Regions from separate parts of the Sus scrofa genome. Here region 2 is linked to region 1. Evidence: chromatin contacts called from public HiChIP or PLAC-seq data. All regions are on one chromosome and are shown on one strand. Each heading gives the region's core, a stretch centred on a gene start, on an enhancer-like site or on the middle of the called end of the contact. The rest is flanking DNA. Distances are from core to core; before and after follow the strand shown. Region 1 overlaps LOC110260031 (a long non-coding RNA gene). Region 2 has its middle 240 kb from the start of SGK1.

What was found. HiChIP or PLAC-seq counts read pairs in DNA pulled down with a chosen protein or histone mark.
Region 2: an H3K27ac HiChIP or PLAC-seq map of alveolar macrophages shows a contact between it and region 1. The contact joins two enhancer-like sites. A contact is called at or near these places in 1 of 47 Hi-C or Micro-C datasets (epiblast stem cells) and 1 of 2 datasets of contacts at active chromatin or transcription factors (alveolar macrophages).

What each region holds. Positions count from the first base shown.
Region 1 is chr1:29,273,369-29,280,516 of Sscrofa11.1, reverse strand. It overlaps LOC110260031 (a long non-coding RNA gene), which reads right to left. Exons shown (of 4, transcript XR_002342774.1): 3 at 925-1,096. Among named protein-coding and RNA genes, the nearest start is that of ALDH8A1, 220 kb to the right of the region's middle. Within about 2 kb of position 5,111, at least 16 of the 83 cell types and tissues checked have an H3K27ac peak or open chromatin away from gene starts, as enhancers often do. A contact at or near this core is called in alveolar macrophages, where this site is marked.
Region 2 is chr1:29,505,394-29,512,498 of Sscrofa11.1, reverse strand. No RefSeq gene overlaps it. Among named protein-coding and RNA genes, the nearest start is that of SGK1, 240 kb to the left of the region's middle. Within about 2 kb of position 2,593, at least 2 of the 83 cell types and tissues checked have an H3K27ac peak or open chromatin away from gene starts, as enhancers often do. A contact at or near this core is called in alveolar macrophages, where this site is marked.

The DNA of each region.
Region 1 (7,148 bases), core at 3,862-6,361:
TGTGATACATTCTGTATGTCATCATTAAAACTGATAATAAAGCATTCTTTTGTGCCTTGTGGTATACAAAGAAATGGAAATTGCTGCTATTCTCTAGAGAAAAGGATACTGAGTAGGATGAATCAGTAAAGGACATAAACTGTGAGCAAAAAAATACATAAAAACTGAGAGGGGAGGGATGAATTGGAGCATGGGGTTGGCACATGCACACGACTATATAAAGAGGAGATAACGGACCTATTGTATGTATAGGGCAAGGAGGTCTACTCAGTGTTCTGTAATGATCTATATGGAAAAAAAGAATAGATATGTGTGTGTGTGTATATATATCTATATATCTATGTAGATATATAGATATATATATATATATCTGATTCACTTTGCTGCAGTACAACATTGTAAATCAACTATACCCAATTTTTAAAAATACATAAACAAGATAATATAGTTATCATGGAAGATAAACTCTAGGCATTAATGGAGAGACAGGGTGGCAGGATATACTTGGTTTCAGAGCCCATAACACAAAAGGGAGGTATTATTCTGCTATACATGTGATGATCTCCTTTCTCTTTTTTTTTTTTTTTTAGGGCTGCACCCACAGCATATGGAGTTTCCAGGGAGGGGTCAAATTGGAGCTGCAGCTGCTGGCTTACCCCATAACCACAGCAACACAGGCTCCAAGCCATGTCTGCGACCTACAGCACAGCTCACAGTAATGCTGGATCCCTAACCCACTGAACGAGGCCAGGGATCAAACCTGCATCCTCATGGATACTAGTCAGATTCATTTACCCTGAGCCACGACAGGAACTCCCCCTCTTCCCTTTCCTTGCACATTTCTCTTTTCCCTCCCCCAATCTCTTCTCCACTCAATGAAAGAACAATTCCCTAGTCTTTTTTGATCCTAAAAATAGTACTCACTGTTTTCTCAAATTGGTGCTTGCCCAGTGACACTAAACAGGAAGAGGCTTCTCCACTCCTGAGTGGCTACTCTGGATGCTTCTGATCAGTCCCAGTCTCAGCTGGCTGGGATCTCTGCCTTCAGGAATCACCACCAATTCCTTATTGAAAGCATAAGACTTACGCCATGGTGCTGTGGAAACAAACTGGAAGTCAGGGACAGTGAGTTATAAGCCCAGGTCTGTCACTGTCTACTTTTATGGTCTTACACCAAGCTGGGTCTGAACATTCTTATCTATAAAATGTGGAGGTTTGTGGCAGGCTAAATCATGCCCCCTCCCCCTGTAAATGTATCTATATTCTAATCCCAGAAACCAATGAATGTCACCTTATATGGCAAAAGTTCCTTTTGACTTTGCAGAGGTGATTATGTTAAAGAACTTGAGATGTGAAGAGTATCTTGCATTACCTAGGTGGACCTGAGATAATCACAACTGTCCTTATAAAAAGAACCTGGAAGGAGTGAGAGGAGGAGGCAAGGTGATGATGGAAGCATGGATTGGGGTGATGTGATTTGAAGATGGAAGAAGAAGCCATAAGTCAGTGAATATGGGTGTCCACTAAGAAGCTGGAGAAGGAGAGGAAATGAAATCTCCCATCATGTTCTTCAGAAGGAAGCAGGCCTACAGCCACCTCGACTTTAGCCCAGTGAAACTGTTTTTGAACTTCCAATCTACATAAATGTAGGAGAGTAAATTTGTGTTTTTGGAGCTTCAAAGTTTATGGTGCTTTGTTATAGAAGCTATAAGAAACTAAGACAAGTTTGTACTAGGTGACTTCTATGGCCGCCCTAACTCTAATTGCATCTTCATAGCTGTGACCCATTGCTAAGCGATCTAGACTTGGCAATACTTGGGTGACTTAACAGACCTTGTTTTTAAAAAAATACACTGTTTGATGAAATAGTTATCAGGTATTGCTTGTCCAAAACAGCAAAAACTTTTGAAGAAAGGAAATCGAAGAAGATTGTCTGCAGAGAAATCTTCATGGGAGGTTTTGTTCCAAAAAAGAATTTGTAGGTAGACAAAAGCACTAATCTTCCCCCATAATCTGAGCCCAGACTACCATTGCAATTTCCTCTCCCACTTCATCCTACTCGCCAGCCCCATCAGACTTCTTGTCACTTTCCAAACAGGCTCTTCTGTGTCCCAGTTTCTTGGTCAGTACTCAATATTAGATGCTGTCTTCCCAAAACTCCCCAAAGCTCCAAACAAATGCAAAGTCTTCTCAAAATCTCTCCTGACCACCCAGGTCACATTTCATCTTTTCTTCCTCTATTTTCCCTAAATATATCATTTGTTCTACTTCTATGCAGACTCTAAAGTCCATCTTCTATTTGATGCTTACATGTCAGTCTCATCCACTAGACAGAATGAACATTGAAGGCAATGTCTATGGCTTATTCATTTTGGTATTTCCTGAGTACAAGGAGTACTGTCTACACATAGTGGATGGTCCGTTTCCTGAATTAAAGTCACAGAAGCCAAGAACTGAAGAACCAAATATTGTTGCTTCTCATACATATACATTTTAGTGCAAAATTCTTCCGTAAGAAAAGTTTTGAAGGACTATTTATTTATAAATGTTGCCTCTCTTTCCCCCTTATTTTCCACAGTTGTTTTACTTTCATGTAAACTTCCTAGGATTACCCCTCCCTGACATACCATGAACAAGTAGGAAAAAATTCAACAAATCTTATTTGCAATTTTTTTCCAGTAGAAAGATTAAAAGCTAACTCAGGAACCCGGGGGAAACAGTAAAGAGTTTTCTTAAAGCACCATATGTTGCAATTACAGGAAGGACATAATCCTTTCTGATTTACCTTTACCCCATTTCTTTCTCTTCCTTAAAATTCAGGATTAGGTGCATTTTAAGAACTTAAAAACTATTTCAAAGTGTCAGGAGCAATCATTGATAATACCTCCTTACCCCCTTGTTTCAGACCGAATCCTAATTAAGTAAGGCTTGTCAGTAGGGTCTGAAGAGTAAAGGCAATTTATTCCGCCTGCTTAATATTAAACCATATCCCAGTATAGATTTGATGATGGAGAATCATGAGGTAAAGTTAGTTCACTCCATAAATACCTTCTAGTGGTAGAATGCCTGTCACTTTACTCATTTCCTTAATCATAGTTGGTGATTATGCCAACCCGTTCATTTGGATAACTAAGGGAGCTTAACTCTTAAACCCTCGGTACACCAAAAAAGGAGATAAGTAGGTAGTACCAAATTGCCTCTTGCTGTTATTTTCCAGACAGGTAAATAGACCCAAAGGTCAAATTCTCATGCATGTCTGTGAAAGAACCACAGAGGATAAAGCTAATGGATGTCCAGTCTTGTTTTAGCCCCTCTTGCCTGATCAACATAGTCAGCTGAAAACCCCTGACTTGTTTGAACAGAGATGTATGAATTAACATGTGTTGGATTCAATTAGAAATAATCCTGGAGGAGATCCTATATAACAGCTGTTTAGATTTAGCAGTACAATAAGTAATTTTTTTTTTCTTTATAAAGAGTAAATGGATACTGGTTCTTTAAAGGCAAAAATCTGCTAATTCTTCTGCTGGTAAAAGGACATTGGTGGTATGCTACTATCTACAAATAAACAAGCAATCCTCTCAGACTAAACCCAGGTCACCCACATACACTAACATCTTCTATCATTATTGGTCTCTGGGGACACGATGGATGTTCTCAGTGTTTTCCGGTCCATTCTTCTCTTTAGGACACAGGTCAGGACAGCACAACCTCAAGGCTAGGATTTGGGATGAATGTTTATACTGCTGTTCCCAGTTCCCATTAAAAGAATTACGATGACATTGCAATCTGAATACGTCTGGAAAAGGCCTAAGGGGTGACGCCTTTATTCTAAAAAAGAACCAGTAGCTAAAGCAGGACAGGATAAAGAGTGCCTAGTTCAGAAAATCTGGCCAAGTGAGTGCATTCCATACAAAACAAATTCTATCTGTTGTCTGCCAAGAAAAAACAAATGCAGGAACAGTTTTATATGCAAAGTTTCAATAAAGATACATGGACTCTGGATTAGTTAATTATTATATGGCTCTTTAGTACCTTAAAAGGTAAATTTAAAGCAAGTGTTGATTTGCATATTTTGAGGACAGAAAGGCCCAGATCCGGGCTAGGAAACTGCCAGGCTAGAAATGGTTCTTGGCAGAATTCCATCTGGCCATTGATGGATTTTCTAAAATTAAGTGTTCTTTGCTTCTATCCCTAATTATTTGGATGAATCAAATTTGAGAGAAAACAAGCCATGTCATCTGAGACTTCATAATACTGGGTGTAGTCAGACATGTAATTTATGACAGAAAGTACATCTCTTCAACTTCCATAAAAAGGACAAACTGAAGTCAGGCCAAAGTAATTTGAAATTTTAAGCGTGTCTCTTGGTCTGTGTGCCCCAGGGTAAGGAACTTACACTCAGTCTCAGTCTTCTTATTTATAAAATGGGAATATTAGTACTTGTTTGCTGTTCTAAATAAGATGAAATATGTCATCAACTCGACACACAAGCTGTAGACATCCCCAAAGTGGCAGCTATTATCAGAAGTCCTGGGGAAAAGCAGTATTATTTATGTAACGGATATGTTAAAACTTAAAACTCTTTGAGCTTTAGTTCTAATATACTGCCTTGTATATCCTTTGCAGAGGCTGTCAGACCTTGTATCTGGCAGGCACTACATAAATATTTGTTGATTTGTTCGTGTATTTTCTTCAAAACAAAGAAGTTATGCCAGCTATCCTCCCAGAGCTTCCATTTCCCATGCTTTATTTATTAATCGCACCGATGTCTTTAGAAGTCATTTGCCACTAAATGGCAGAGTGCAAAATAACAACAAAATCATTTCTGACTGCAGAATAACAAGTGAGCCTCAACAGACAATAGAAGACTCTAAAGCAGGCCAGACTGTCTCAGGAAGGCTGGTCATAGCTGTCTGTGATACTGTGTTGAGAAGGAAAGTTAGGTAAGGGAAAGAGGGCACAGTGAATGGCTATGTCTATGATGGGGCATGGTGGACAATGTGAGCTGTTCTCAAGTTCAACTCTAAGGAAGTCAAGCAGAGCCAGGACTAGAACCAAGGTCATCAGATTTGGACAGCAACAGCTGAGATCATGAGTCACCGTCCACAGTATGCTAAGCTCTCTGCCACGCAGCCTCCAGCTGGAAGCTCTGACAAGTTCCATCACCCCTCCTGATCTGTTTTCCCATCTAATTAATTGAGAGGGTTGGACATAGATGAACTCCCAGGTCCTTTTCAGTATTCATAGCGCATGTCTATATCTTCTATCTAGTACTACCTGGCTCTCCAAATTATAAGACCTTTTCTTTTTTTATAATGCCTTAGAGTTTACCAAAAGCTTTTGAAGTTACCATTCCATTTGACCTTCACAACTGCTTTCTAAATCATGCATTTTCACCCTGAGATTTTACAGATGAAGGAACTAAACCTCTGAGAGATCAAGAAAGTCAGCCAAGGGCACAAGATTTGCTAGCAGTGGAATTATACACACACTCAGGCCTCAAAATAAGCTCAGGGGGGTAGTATTAAAAGCACAAGTACATCCTACTCAGGGAAGTATATTCAGTCTCTTATGATAGAACATCATTTAAGGCAATATGAGTAAAATAATGGATATATGCATATGACTGGGTCACTTTGCTGTATAGCAGAATTGACACAACATTGTAAATCAGCTATACTTTAATAAAAAAAATTTTAAAAGAAAAAAGTACAAGTACATAATGCACAAGAAAAAGGTGTAAGTAAGACAGAAAGTGTTGAGGGAAGGGGAGGCAAAAATACAGGGAAGGTTGAAATAAAAGGCTAAAGGCCAGAAGCGCTGGTACAAATTGCCAAGGGCAGGTAAAGACATTTTTAAAAACAAAGAAAATGTGGGCCTACTGCTTGGCAGATGGCATAAAATTAACAGCCAAGAAAAGATTAAACTAATTCTCTCCTATTTTGTTCCTGCCTTAGATATGAGTGTCTTTAAACAGGAAAGCATGGAACATAATAAGGCTTTGAGATCAAAATGGTGAAGGAAATAATCAATGCATTTAAAAATCTGCCCTGCTTATCCAGAGCCAAGTTCCCAGGCTCAGCAATTTTCTGAAAGGGTCCACATTTTGATTGAAAGGCCAATTTCTATCATTTCGGTATCTATAAAAACTAAAAAAATGTTGGAAACCTAGAGATGGGCAAATGTCACAAAATTTTAAAAAGGCAGTTCCCAGAAATTGCTGATGAGTATTTGACATCTATCCTTAACAAAGTCCTACAAAGGTAACTTGTTTAAATAGATGACATGTAGAACTTACAAAAAGAAGTGAAAACCGAGAGAGCTCCCATAAGTTGACCAAGAAGAAAGTGTCAAGGTCAATTAGCCTCATGATGAAGTTATTAATGTATCAGTTAAGAAATGCTATAAATGTGGTATATATTCACTTCTAAAGATACTTGGCAACTTTTTCTTTAGTATCATCATAGAATCAGCTACATTCTAGTGCAGTTAGTGAATTCATAATAAACTGAATAATTTAAAGATAATTGATTAATATTGATTAATCACATTTGCATAACTCAAGACAGAGAAGGATAGATAATATGTCAAAAGAAATCAAGATTCGTAGCTACATTATGTGCAGTTAGTGAATTCATAATAAATTGAATAATTTAAAGAGAATTGATTAATATAGATTAATCACATTTGCAAAACTCAAGACAGAGAAGGATAGATAATATGTCAAAAGAAATCAAGATTCGTAGTTCCCACTGTGACGAAGTGGGTTAATGACCTGGCTTGTCTCTGTATGGGCGCTGGTTCCATCGTCTGCCCAACACAATGGGTTAAGTATCCCGAGTTACTGCAGTTGTGGTGTGGGTCACAGCTGTGGCTCAGATTCAACTCCTGGCAAAGGAACTTCCATATACTGCAAGTGTGGTCGCAAAAGAAAAAAAAAGAGAGAGATCAAGGTTTTAAAAAGATCTCAAAATGCTGAAACTACAGGTTTAACTATTAAAAAGAATCAATGAAAAGGTACACATTGGTTCTAAAAAACAACCTGGAGGGACCTGCTGGCTGCTTTGAGAAATTTGAAAATTTCTTGTGAGGTAAGGACCTCATGACCTTTGGTCCTAAAGTCTTTGATCGTATCATGTGTAACT
Region 2 (7,105 bases), core at 1,344-3,843, 230 kb before region 1:
CCCTGCTTTGCTTTTTTTAAGGCTGCACCTGCAGCATATTGAAGTTCATGGGCTAGGGATCAGATTGGAGCTGCAGCTGGGGCCTGCACACAGCACACAGACACAGCCACACCAGATTTCAGTCTAACCTCACCTGCGATCTACACTAATGCTTGCGAGCGAGGCCAAGGATCAAACCCCCCATCCTCACAAGAGACATCCTATCCTTAACCTGCTGAGCTACAAAGGGAACTCCACAGTCCTTCCTTTTTGAGTGTTAATATTTTTTGTGTTTCTTTCCAGTGTTTTTTTGTTTTGTTTTGTTTTGTTTTTTTGCTTTTTAGGGCCACACCTGTGGCATATGGAGGTTCCAGGCTAGGGGTCAAATCAAAGCTATAGCTGCCAGCCACAGCCACAGCCATGCCAGATCTGAGCAGCATCTAAGACTTACACCACAGCTCACAACAATGCTAGATCCTTAACCCACTGAGTGAGGCCAGGGATCGAACCTGCAACCTCATGGTTCCTACTCGGATTCTTTTCTGCTGCGCCATGACAGGAACTCCAAAAACAGATAGTTGCTATATAGTCTGAGTTATAAAATTTCCTTTGGGTTATAAACCTTAACAAGGGAGTTCCTTGAAATAAGGCTTGTCTTGGTGCAGCCCCTAATTCCTGTCTGGGCTCATCCTGTCTATTCCCCATCCCATCCTGGAACTTTAGCATTTAATAAGGGCAGGGTCTGTGCAACAACACAGGTTGTCCACACACAAAGCTGACCCTAGTTCACATCTCTGTTTAAAGTTTCCCTATAACTCTCAGTATCATTTCAAACATAATTTAAAGCAACGTATTTGAATTGTCTATTCACCCATCTGTCTCCTTTTCTAGATTGTACTCCACTTGGGAAGGAACCATATCTGCTTCATTCTTTTATTTATTTATTTATTTTGCAGGCATGGCCTATGGAAATTCCTAGGTTGGGGGTCACATTGGAGCTGCAGCTGCTGGCCAATGCCACAGACACAGCAGTGCATGATCTGACATGGCAATGCCAGATCCTTAAACCACTGAGTGAGGCCAGGGATCAAACCAGAACCCTCATGGATACTATCGGGTTCATTACCACTGAGCCACGATAGGAACTCCCTCTTCTTCATTCTTGACTCATTCATTCATTCATCCATTGTGATAGATGCTAGGAATAAAACATATAAAAATAAATAAGACCAGTCTCTGCTCTCAAGATGATCACTGTACTGGAAGAATGAGATACATGAGCAGATGCTTATACAGACATATGGTGAATACAGGTGAAAAGGTTAGGCAGGAAATTACAGGTGCTTGGAGGAAGGCCCCCTAACCAGGCCAAGGGATAGGTGTGTGTCTGATTTCAGGATAGGCTTCCTGTATGAGTGATTGTTGCTTGATAACTAAAGACTGAACGGGGATGAGCCTGAGAGAATTCCAAGATTTGAACAAATAGAAGTGCTAAGACATTTAGTACTACTGGTGGTCATGGCTGGCAGGGATAGGAAGGGACTTCCTTAAACGTATTTAGCAATTAGAGACCAAAGGGAGATAGTATTGAGAGGAAGGTCTGAAGAGGTGGGTAGACACCAGATGCCTTGCGGTCTTACATAGCCTATTGTCCTCTAGATCATTGCTTTCCAATAGAAATAAAATGAATAAACAAACAAAAAAAAAAAATCGTGGCATGGAAATCGTAAACCATGGGTGGTTGTTGCTCATGGAACATCCTTCTAGTAACCTCATCCGCTTGCTGGCATACTGCTAAGCTATTAACTAGTAACATATGGCAAAAAATAAAAAAAAAAAAAAAAAAAAAAAAAAAAAATAAAAAGGAACTGGGTAAAATTGATTTTAGCAATCTATCTTTAAATCTTTTTTAAAAAAATTGAGATGTAGTTGACATATTAGTTTCAGGTATACAACATAGTGATTCAATATTTGCATATATTGCAAAATGATCACCAAAATAAGCCTAGCTGACATCCCTTATCACTGCTACAATTACTTTTTTGTGATGAAAACTTTTAAGCAACTTTTAGATGTAGAGTAAAAGTATTGTTAATTATAGTCACAATGCTTTATATTACATTCTCATGACGTAGTTATTTTATAACTCAAAGTTTGGATTTGTTGTTCAGTGATAGATGTTATTAATGCAATATATCCAAAATATCTGAAAATACTATTGTTTCAACATGTATTCAATATAAAATTTGTTACTGAGATAGTCTACAATCTCTTTTTTGTACTGAATTTTTGAAACACAGGGCATTTGACTCTTAGAACCTGTCTTAATCCAGACCAGCCACCAGTCAAGTGCTTGGTAGTCATCCATGACTAGTGGCTACTACATCAGGACATGCTCTGGACCACCTTTCCCAAGAACCTCAGTCCTGCAACCCTTTCTGAAAACACTTGGGAGATCTGCCTCATACAGATCCTTCCTGGAGATTCAAACAAGGGATTAACATATTCAAGTTCTTGAGAAGTCTTCCAGAAATAAAGTGGTTGTACTGCATACTCTTTCTCCAACTTGGGTAACCACAGAACGCTTCACTTCCCCTAGCGTCATCAACCACACAGGGTACGTGCCCTCCAGCAGCTCTGCTCCACGTGGTGGCAGGTTGCTGAAGGGCCTTTCAGTGGATGGCATCAGGGGACTAGCCCACTCTAACAGCAGCACGTAGGACAGAATGAGGGACAGAGAGTCGGGACAGAGGTCTGTGAGAAGGCTGTCTTGGGGAATGATATAAGGAACTAGGACAAAAGTCAAGGAAGCCCACACAGGTTCTCACTGGTCCAATTGGTAAATAACTAGTTAGTAAAGAATGTGAACTCGCAGGGATTTCATTGGACCTCTTGCCAAGTTGATTCTATTAGAATAATTTCCTCATTCGTTTTCATTGTTTTGATCATGAATGAAATCCTCATTAAATAAAGAATGTGCTGACCTGCTGTATAGCACAGAGGACCCTAATATTCTGGGATAATTTATTAGGAAAAGAATCTGAAGAGCAAGGATGTGTGTATATGTATAACTAAATCACTTTGTTGCACAGCAGAAATTATCACAGCGTTGTAAATCAACTGTATTCAGTAAAACTTAAAAAAAAAGAATTTGTCATATGTTATTCAAAATTTTGTTGTGGGACACACAATAAAAACTGCTCACTTTTAAAAATTTAAGCAGATTGCCTCTTAGAAGATATTCTATTTCTTTTTTCTATCTTTTCTTCATTGTTGCATTTTCTCTTTCTGTTATAATCACAGTTTTTGCTAACTCTAAAGGAATAAAAAATAAAATGTAATTAAAATAGATGAAAAATTTAAAAAATACACAAAATTTGAACATATTCTCAAAAATTATGTCACAGTAATGTAAAAACCATTATTTATAGTTTAAAATGTATTTTTAGGGAGTCCTATTTGTGGCTCAGAGGTAACAAACCCAACTAGTAGTATCCATGAGAAGGCAGGTTCCATCCCTGGCTTTGCTTAATGAGTTAAGGATTCTGCGTTGCCTTGAGCTGTGGTGTAGGTTGCAGACTCAGCTCAGATCCTGCGATGCTGTGGATGTGGGGTAGGCTGGCAGCTGTAGCTCCGATTCAACCCAAGCCTGGGAACTTTCATATGCCACAGGTGTGGCCCTAAAAGACAAAAAAAGTATTTTTATTTTGATATTTTTAATACAATTTATTAAAATTTAAAACAAATGCAAACTATGATGTTTAATAAAAATAAAAATTAAGACAATTTTTTTGAATTTTTAAAAACTTAAATCATATAAAATGTTTATAAAAATACAAGTATTTGCATTTTTTTCTTTTCTTTTCCATTTTTTTTTTTTTTGTCTTTTTGCTATTTTTTGGGGCCACTCCCGTGGCATATGGAGGTTCCCAGGCTAGGGGTCTAATCAGAGCTGTAGCCACTGGCCTACACCAGAGCCACAGCAAGGCGGGATCCAAGCCGCATCTGCAACCTACACCACAGCTCACGGCAACACCGGATCGTTAACCCACTGAGCAGGGGCAGGGATCGAACCCACAACCTCATGGTTCCTAGTCGGATTCGTTAACCGCTGCGCCACGACGGGAACTCCCTTTTTTTTTTTTTTTTTTTTTTTTTAAATGGCTGCATCTGCCAGATATGGAAGTTCCCAGGCTAGGGGTTGAGTTGGAGCTGCAGTGGCCAGCCTACACCACAGCCACAGCAATGAAGGATGGGAGCAGCTTCTTTGACCTACACCACAGCTTGTGGCAGTGCTGGATTTTTACCCCACTGAGTGAGGCCATGTACCAAACCCACATCCTCATGGACACTATGTTGGGTTCTTAACCTGCTGAGCCACAAAGGGAACTCCTCTTTGCAATTTTAATATCCACCTTATTGCTAATATTAAAACTGATATCATATGTCACACAGGCTCTGTCTACACAGATATGCATAAATACACTTTAAGAGTAATATGAATTGTTTAATATTGCAAATTATTCCCCAGTCTCTATATGCAATGGTGGCAAATATTGCTCTAAGTTATGCGTCCCTCCAGAACCACTGAGCCTAATCCTAATATTTGTGGAGTCTGAAGCAAGATATGAAGACCTATGTGTCATGTGTCTAAATATACAAAGGTTATAAATCATATCAACAAATCATAAAGTAAAATATGTGCTATTCCCTGAGCCTTGAAAAATATATCTTCTTAAGGACCTGGGAAGTCAGATTCAAGTTAAGAGCTCCTGGGCTTCTCAGAGAACCATGTCAGAAGGTGACAGCAGAAGCAATGCTGGCCTGCAGCCTCAGCTGCATAGGTCACCCCCATCTCTTGCCACCTCCTGCTCCAACCCATACCACATGGACCTTGCACACATGCATGTGGACATTCCTGTCTCCGTGTCACACTCCAATTATGTCACCCAACAAACAGCTGCTCTAGGTGTCTCTCCAGCTTAGGTTCCGTCCATCTTCCTGAGGAAGGATTTGGGGAGAGGCTGGCCTAATCCCTAGTAATGGGTCCAGGGCTACAGGGACGGGGATTCTGGGAAGGGAGGAGTAAGGCTTCCCATAGGGACTTCTAGGCACTCTGTCCTTCCGGGCCTGTGAGCAAAGGCACCATCAAGAAGGGCCAGGTCGGGCTCTTTAAAGTATAGGCCCAGGGCTAGACTCTGAAGATGCTACTCGGAACCATAAACTGGAACAGAAAGAAAAGCAAGAAAATGACACCCTGGGGACAAATATTCAGTTACACTATCTGAGAAGAAGAACTTTGGCAAGTGTATTAGCTTGCTAGAGCTGCCTTAACAAAATACCAGACTGGGTGGCTTAAACAACAGAAATTCATTTCCTTAGTTCTGGGTGTCAAGATGTTGGTTCCTTCCAAGGCCTCTCTCCCTGACATGGAGACGTCTGTCTTCTCTCTGTGTCCTCACGTGCCCTTCTCTCTATGTGTGTCTATGTCCAAATGTCCTCTTTTTATAAGGACACCACTTGTATTGGATTATGGATAGGGCCTACTTTAATGACCTCCTTTTTGGTTTTTTGGTTTTTTTTTTTTTGGGTCTTTTTGCCATTTCTTGGACTACTCCTGTGGCATATGGAGGTTCCCAGGCTAGGGGTCAAATTGGAGCTGTAGCCACTGGCCTATGACAGAGCCACAGCAACACGGGATCTGAGCCACATCTGCAACCTACACCACAGCTCACGACAATGCCAGATCCTTAACCCACTGAGCAAGGCCATGGATCGAACCCACAACCTCATGCTTCCTAGTCGGATTCGTTAACCACTGAACCACGATGGAAACTCCAACCTCCTTTTAACTTAATTGCTTCTCTAAAGACTTTTTTTGCCAAATACAAGTTCCATTCTGGGGTATTGGAGATCAGGACTTCCACCTATGAATTTCAAAAGGACATTTCATCTCGGTAAGCGTGTTAATTTGTCTTCCTTTTCACCTAGACACCTGCCCGCTTAAATTCCTCAGCCACCTGAAAGCAACAGTGTTTTTTCCTCTTATTTAGGTAATGACACAGTCACACCTTTTAATAGCATTCGCATGGTTGGTCACCTCTCGGGACCTAAGGGAAGAGATGTGGAGAAACGTTTCCTGGGGACGTGAGCAGTGTAAGTCACCAGAGTGGATTTGGGCTTGTGGGTTGACTCTTTCAGTGCTGAGCACCACATCCTAAGGGACGGAATCCTGCCTGTTCTTCAAAAACGTTCTGTGTTTGTGATATGCTGGTCCCTCTATAGCAGAGCATCTATGACTCCAAGAAGGATGGCAGGGAGTGATGAGGGATCCATTATAGCTGTGCAAGTAGAAACAGAGGAATAGAGAGGAGGAGATGATTTGATAAATATTTCCACACGGTAAAGTCTGTAGGATTGACAGTAGGGAGTAAAAAAGAAGAAGATTATCCAGAGTTCCGGTCGTGGTGCAGGGGAAACAAATCCCACTAGCATCCATGGGAAGGTTAGTTCGATCCCTGGCCTCACTCAGTGGGTTGGGGGATCCGGTGTTGCCCTGAGCTGTGGTGCAGGTTACAAATATGGCTCAGATCCTGATTGACTATGGCTATAGCATAGGCTGGTGGCTACAGCTCTGATTTGACCCCTAGCCTGGGAACATCCATATGCCCCGGGTACAGCCCTAAAAAGCAAAAAAAAAAAAAAAAAAAAAAAAAAAAGCAAAAAAAGAGAGAATCTGCTTTAAGTGGAAGACAGGAGCTGCATTTTAGGGTGGGCAAATTCCACAGGTAAATTCTACTGATCGCATGCCTTCCAGCTTATATTCTTGTCACACATACAGCCTGGGTAGTGATGTCAGCCAGCAGAACTTGATTTATATGTTGTGGCGGTAGATGATATGCTACTAAGTAATCAGTGTAAATCCATTGAAAAGTGAATCACCCAACTTTATTAAGGATTCTACAGCCATGACGAAAGGAAGAAAAAAAAGGGAATAAGAAGGAAAATAGCATTTTCTTTTCAAAGATTAATGCTAATTTTCTGTTTCTTTTATTTATAAATGTCTATCTTAAAACACAGTCACTCTTCTCTTTTTTTGGGGGGAGGGGGGTCAGCCTGAAGCACA